Linked DNA regions of Mus musculus: region 2 is linked to region 1. Evidence: chromatin contacts called from public promoter capture Hi-C data. All regions are on one chromosome and are shown on one strand. The core of a region is the stretch at or near the end of the contact, and the rest is flanking DNA. Distances in the headings are between cores, read along the strand shown.

Region 1 (3,179 bases), core at 292-2,791:
TTCCTTTAATGAGGAACAGATCAGTAAAAATGTAAGCCGAATGCACCCTTTCCTCTCCAACTTCCTTTTTTGGTCATGGTCATGGCGGCAATAGAAACCCTAAGACAGGCCCCAAAGCCATAATTCTCTCTGTTTTTTAGGGAAACCAGTCATCCTCAGAATGACGGTCTTAATCTTTCAATTCTGCTTGAGGTGACCCAAATTCAGACTAATTTCAGTTTTGTTTTCTTCCTTCTCCCTGCAGTTCCCATTTTGCACCAGGTGAGGGCAGTAAGAACACACCTATTTCCCAAGTGGGGGGTGGGGGGGGAATGCAGTCAGTCCTGCTTTTAAACTGTGGGCTAATTAAGCCGGTCTCTCAGGACATGGTCAGGCTTCCACCAGGTTGCTCAGGCTGGACAGATGAGGTTGGGAGATAAGCAAATGACCAAGCCGGCCCTGGGAGCTTCAGCTAAGCGAATCTCGTCCTAAAGGTCAAGGCACAAAGGGCAAATCTCTGCAACCTGAAAACAGGAAGTAGCCAGCTGGTTACTTGCTTGTCTCTCCTGGACTATGGCACTGTCACCAAATTATCTAATGAAAGCATTTAAGAAACAATAACATGTTTATGGAGTAACTAGAAGCAATCTAGAAGTAACTCTCTTAAGAGACCGAGAGACAAAGAGATTGAGATTATGTGTAGTGGTTGAATTTCAAAGACTTTAGGAAAACAGTTTTGTTTTGTTTTGGGTTTGGTTTGGTTTGGTTTGGTTTGCTTTTTCGAGACAGGGTTTCTCTGTGTAGCCCTGGTGGTCCAGGAACTCACTTTGTAGACCAGGCTGGCCTCGAACTCAGAAATCCCCCTGCCTCCGCCTCCCAAGTGCTGGGATTAAAGAAAACAGTTTTTAGCTACATAAGAAATTTTACATGTTATACTGGCTGGTGAGATACACAGTGGTTAAGGGAGCTTGCTGAACAAACCTGACCATCAGAGTTCGATCCCCAAAACTCAGGTGGTGGAAAGAGACTCAACTTCCCTGAAGATTATTTCTCTGATCTCCACAAACAAGGATGCAAACATACATACATACATACACACACACACACACACACACACACACACACACACCACACCCCATCACCACTACCACCACCACACACAAAAATGTAATGTAAGTTATCCTAGACCGTGTGGATCGCTCTTCTTAAAAACTAACAGCCAAACTTTCTAATATTTTAGGATGAATTCACGCTAAATTTAATGTCTCTTCTGAATAACACAGATGATTTTAATTTTTAGTGGGAGAACTAGTCACATAGATTAGTTGTTCATAGATTAAAACTACCAAGTTAAAAGGGTGGCTCAGATCCCTAACGGCCTCGGGCTGCTCGGCTTGCATCACCCCAGTCGCAAAATTTCGGACCTTGCAGATTAGAACAAAGACACAGCGGCGGGGAGCAAGGACTCCAGACAGCCTAGGCTCGCTCCCTCATCCCCAGCTCCCCAACCCCCAGCCTGGGGGAGGTGGCGCTGTGTCCTGCCCTTGGACAGAACTCCACCCTCTACTAGGAGGCGGGGCCTTGCCGTAAGTTAAGTGTGACCTGGGCGCAGCAGTTTCGTCTGCTGGCCCCCACCATGAATCTTACGCGCGCCGGCGCCCGGCTGCAGGTCCTTCTGGGACACCTCGGCCGACCCTCGGCCCCAACGATTGTATCCTTTGGGCTGTGGAAGGGCTCACAGGCTCGAAGGAGCCTCTCCGCCCTGGTGGTGGCTTCAAGGACATAAGAGAGCCTCTGCGCCGCCATCTCTTCCCTGTCTCCATCCCTAGGGTTCCCGGGTGGAGGCTGCATCCCCAGAGAGCCCTCGTCTTCTGGAAGGGCTCTCTGGTGGGACTTCTCTAGGCAGCATTTTGAGCCTTCAAGAAACCGTGGTTTCTTGCTGGTGTAAAGCGGGAAGCATAAAGCGAAAGGTGACGACGTCATCACAAAGAGGCTTGCCATTTTTTGAGTTGACTTCTGCATCCAGAAACACCAAGGACAGTTGCCCACAGGTGCTTGCCTGTGACCAAGGCCGGCAGAGGCAGGGATTCTCAGAGGTCAGGAGGAGGCGCCAGTCGCCAAAAAGAGAAGGCTCAGGACCCTGTCCAGCAGGTAGCTAGCTGCCCATCTCCACCTGCCCTCTGTCTGTCACCATCCCACTAGCTGTGTAAGCTCCCACTCCAGGGGCCAGGTGTCCCCAGTCTCCTGAGGACTGAACTGGTTCCCGGAAAGCGACTTCAGAAGCGAGTGCCTGGTGATAAATGCTTGTGATCCCCCTGGGAGGTGCAGGTGCAGACTCGAGGGTTGGTTGGTTGGTTGGTTGGTTGGTTGGTTGGTTGGTTGGTTGGTTGGTTTTTCGAGACAGGGTTTCTCTGTATAGCCCTGGCTGTCCTGGAACTCACTTTGTAGACCAGGCTGGCCTCGAACTCAGAAATCCGCCTGCCTCTGCCTCCCAAGTGCTGGGATTAAAGGTTCGTGCCACCACCGTCCGTCCGGCAGACTTGAGGATCTTAATGGCCAGCCATCCTGGCCAAAAGTGACAGACGGTCTAAAAAGCAAAACAAAACACTAAACCAAGGCTTGGAAGCAGTTATGCACACGAACACGTGTGTGTACACACACATCACACACAAACACATACATGCATACACTCAGACTCTTGGGGGATGGGAGGAAGCATCAAACTGTTGGCCCCTCGCCCTAGAAATTGCTAAAAATGAATGGTTTAGGGTTTTCAGTGCCTGCCACCTCCGAGGCTGATCATAATAGTTGTTTATTTGGCCTTCCCTGTTATTCTGCCTGTGGGGCTTTTGGTTTATAAGCAGCGGTGTGCCAGGCTTACCTCAAGCTTAAACTCTACAGGCTAATAATGTAACTTCATTTTACACTGAGAAACTAATGGGGAAAGACCCTGATTAGTGTGTATTGGACTAAAGCAGTGGTTAGACCTGCAGGCCATGTAGGGATGGAATATCACAGTCTGGTTTTTTCTTGGCAGTTGGATGTTTGCTACATTTTGAGAACCTTGGATATACTGGTACTAGATGTATTTGGACTGAAATTGATGCAGTCTCTTCACTACTCTTTGGATCTTATTGGTTGCTTGATTTTTGAGACAGAATCTTATCACGCATCTCTGGCGAGCTGGAATTTGCTATTAT
Region 2 (3,179 bases), core at 444-2,943, 1.0 Mb after region 1:
GTCCTCAGTTGTGTGTTATAGAAAAAGCTTCTCGGGCTGTAGAGATGGCTCAGTGGTTAAGAGCACTGACTGCTCTTCCAGAGGTCCTGAGTTCAAATCCCAGCAACCACATGGTGGCTCACAACCATCCGTAATGAGATCTGACACCCTCTTCTGGTGCATCTGAAGACAGCTACAGTGTACTTAGGTATAATAATAAATAAATATTAAAAAATAAAAAAAGCCGGGCGTGGTGGCGCACGCCTTTAATCCCAGTACTCCGGAGGCAGAGGCAGGCGGATTTCTGAGTTTGAGGCCAGCCTGGTCTACAAAGTGAGTTCCAGGATAGCCAGGGCTACACAGAGAAACTCTGTCTCGAAAAACAAAAAACAAAAAGCTTCTCATAATTACTTATCAATGGCATAGAGTGGCAGCATTCACCTCTCCCTCCTTCGGTGCCCTTTACGTGATTGACCTATTGGTTGTTTTGAACAAGAAAAAATTAACCCAGGAGGTGCACAATTTGAAAGAGAATTTACTTGCTAATAATGAAGTGGGCAGGGAGAAAGCAAATGGGCAAAGGCTGAATAAAAAGGGGGCAAAGACATCTCAAGCACTAAGGTTGGTAGCAGATCATTGTACGGGCTTGAACACTGATGAATCCAGACTTGTTTTGCACCTTTGTTCCTTTGGCTATGGGCCAACCAGAGCAGAACCATATGTACATCTAAGCAGACCACAATCTGAACACGAATCGGAGGTCAGAAGCACATTATATCCACTTGGGAAAACAGGTTGAGCAGCTGATAATGCACTTCACAGTCAATTTGGTTCAAGTTCGTAACCCCATCCCTTTAAAAACGGGGCGATTTCATTCCACTGTGAAAGTTATAATACTTACAATAGAGGGCTTTCTATATTTTCCAAATGGGAAAAGCCTTGATTGCTCTCTATTTTAGCTGTTTTTCATGTCCAACACCTTAAACCGGTTCTGGAAATTCCCCCACCAGTCTACTCTACCTCTACCTTCCTCAACAGCCATGTTCTTTAGCTTTTCGATTTTTTAAACCTTCAACCTTTCGGTATTAGTCCAATCAAAGTTTGCCTTCTTGAACCCGTTCCTCACGTTCGCATCAGGCAACCTTCGGAGAACTAAGTTACCAACCTTGACCTCGACAGCGCCCCGTAATTCTACTATCCCACCACTCTTCTATGCCTCCTTAGAGTTCCGCCCCGTCTCATTCTCGCTCCCCCCACCCCCGCCCCCAGCCGTGAATCGCTTGCGCCTGCGCATCTCCAATTCAGGCGCTTTCCCTTTCCTGACGACCAATCCACTTCCCGCCTCCGGTCCTTGGAACACTCCTCCCCTCTGCTGGGGCCCTGATTGGAGGTGCTGGAAGCGGTTGTCCTATTCATTGCCTGTACATAAAAATTTACAGATAGGAGAATTTCAACGAATATCTGAAGGAGAAGCACATCCTCGAGATTAGGTATAGATTGATCACTTCTTAACCCAGACGAGGGATTGAACACATAGCGAGGGACCGGAGACGAAGGTCCATTTGGACTAGGCAGTCGTGCGGGCAGCCTTTTCCTTTTCCCTCTGCGCTCCGCCCCGCCCCCCTAGCAGCCCGGCCGCGTTGGTGAGTGGCGGGCGGGCGGGCCGACGGGCGGAGGGAGGAGGGGAGCGGAGGGAAGGCGGGCCCTCGTCTGCGAGAGCGGCGGGGGGAGGGGAGGGGAGCCCGAGCGCTGGAGTTGGTGCTGGGAAACCCGGGGCTAATGTTGACAACAGGCACTAGGTGAGTTCCGGGGATCCTCCTTCCCCCTCCACTCCGACGATAGGGACGAGCTGGTGCGGAGGGCTACCGGTCCGGACTCCTGCTCCCCGAGGGACCCGAGAGGCGACTCCGCACTCCAGCTCTCCGGGGGCGGCGAGCAGTGGAGGGACGAGCGGATCGGACGTCGTCCTCCTCAGACCCCTCTCCCGGAGGCTCCGGTCAATGTGGGGGGGATGTCTCGGCCCGGCCGAGGCCGGCGTGAGGGGCGATAGAAGAGGTGTCTGCCCCGCATGCCTGGGCCCAGCGTCGGGGCTGGAGGCGGAGGAGCCTGCCGTGGAGGGGGAAGGTGTTCGGGGGCGTGGAAGAGTGCGAGGAGAGGCTTGGGGCGAGCTCGGCGGTCCGGAGGGAAGCGTGGACGAGGGAGCGGGGAAGATGTGGAGTAGGCAGTCGAGCTGGAGAGGCTGCAGTCTGAGGGAGTGTGGGATGAGAAGTTAGGCTTGGGGCTTAGATGTCCCCACGGAATAGGAGTTGTGGACGGGAAGTGTGTCAATGGTGGGACCCTGAGACCCAGCGGGGGTTTGTGGGAGATTTGTGGGTGATGCGTGTGCAGGGGAAGAGGCTTGGAGCGGACCTGCGGATGGGGGGCAACGGGGCTGTTCGGGTTTACTTCCTTTTAATCAGGTAGGATGGTTGACTGTTCGACTCGAACTCAAGGCTTTCATTACTTCCCTTACAAGCAAGTACTGTTGAACTAAAGAGAAGCCTAGCAGAGGCTGCTTACAGGTTTGGGGGTACGCATGGAAGCGAATAGCCTTGCTCTTAGAAAACCTTAAATGTACCGATTGACACATTAGATGAAAATAAGACTGTTACTGACCCTTCTCATTTGTCATAGTTTTTAGGGGTTCATAAAAGTCGTACAGATCGTCAGGAAAGCCACTTTTGAGCTGTGGTGAAATCTCTGAAAAAATTTGAATAAGTCTCGTACATATATAAGGATTTTGTAAAAGAATAAACTCAGAAACCGGAAGATATCTCTGTGCTGTTCTACCTTTAGAACATTTTGAGTTCAAAACACAGACTTGAAAGGTAAACCAGCATTCTCTTACTCTGTAGTGTTTTCAGAGCAGTCTGATTGTGATTTCATACATAGACCATATGGTACTTAGCAAACTTATAGCTGTATTAGGGGACACCTCCGTTCTCTGTCCTCTCTCCAGGACACTGCATTAGAGTCTGTCTTACTAGTAAAACAGTTTTTACTTTCTTTTGGAAGTTTAGAATGTACTTAGAAAGGCAACTAAAATAATACAGACCAAGTGCCGGGAGCGGTATTTTGGGAGCTAGAAAGGTGGTTTTCAATCATACTTTCCTTTTAAGGGCTGTCTGAGTACTTAGCAGAGTAGTTTGTAAAAGTTGATT

Evidence for each region. Promoter capture Hi-C pulls out the DNA fragments that hold promoters and counts their contacts.
Region 2: a promoter capture Hi-C map of pre-B cells shows a contact between it and region 1, with 7 times the contacts expected there. The contact joins the promoter of Upf2 here to the promoter of Phyh in region 1. A contact is called at or near these places in 12 of 39 promoter capture datasets (the 3T3-L1 cell line, 3T3-L1-derived adipocytes, cranial neural crest and 6 more), 1 of 15 datasets of contacts at CTCF or cohesin (embryonic stem cells), 3 of 484 Hi-C or Micro-C datasets (CD8 T cells, cerebral cortex and regulatory T cells), 5 of 115 datasets of contacts at active chromatin or transcription factors (embryonic stem cells, kidney, large pre-B cells and 1 more) and 3 of 9 other capture datasets (adipose tissue, liver and pancreatic islet).

What each region holds. Positions count from the first base shown.
Region 1 is chr2:4,917,455-4,920,633 of GRCm38.p6, forward strand. Phyh (phytanoyl-CoA hydroxylase) reads left to right here and starts at 1,542. Exons shown (of 9, transcript NM_010726.2): 1 at 1,542-1,690. The coding sequence starts at 1,616.
Region 2 is chr2:5,949,776-5,952,954 of GRCm38.p6, forward strand. It overlaps Upf2 (UPF2 regulator of nonsense transcripts homolog (yeast)), which reads left to right and starts at 1,694. Exons shown (of 22, transcript NM_001081132.1): 1 at 1,694-1,778.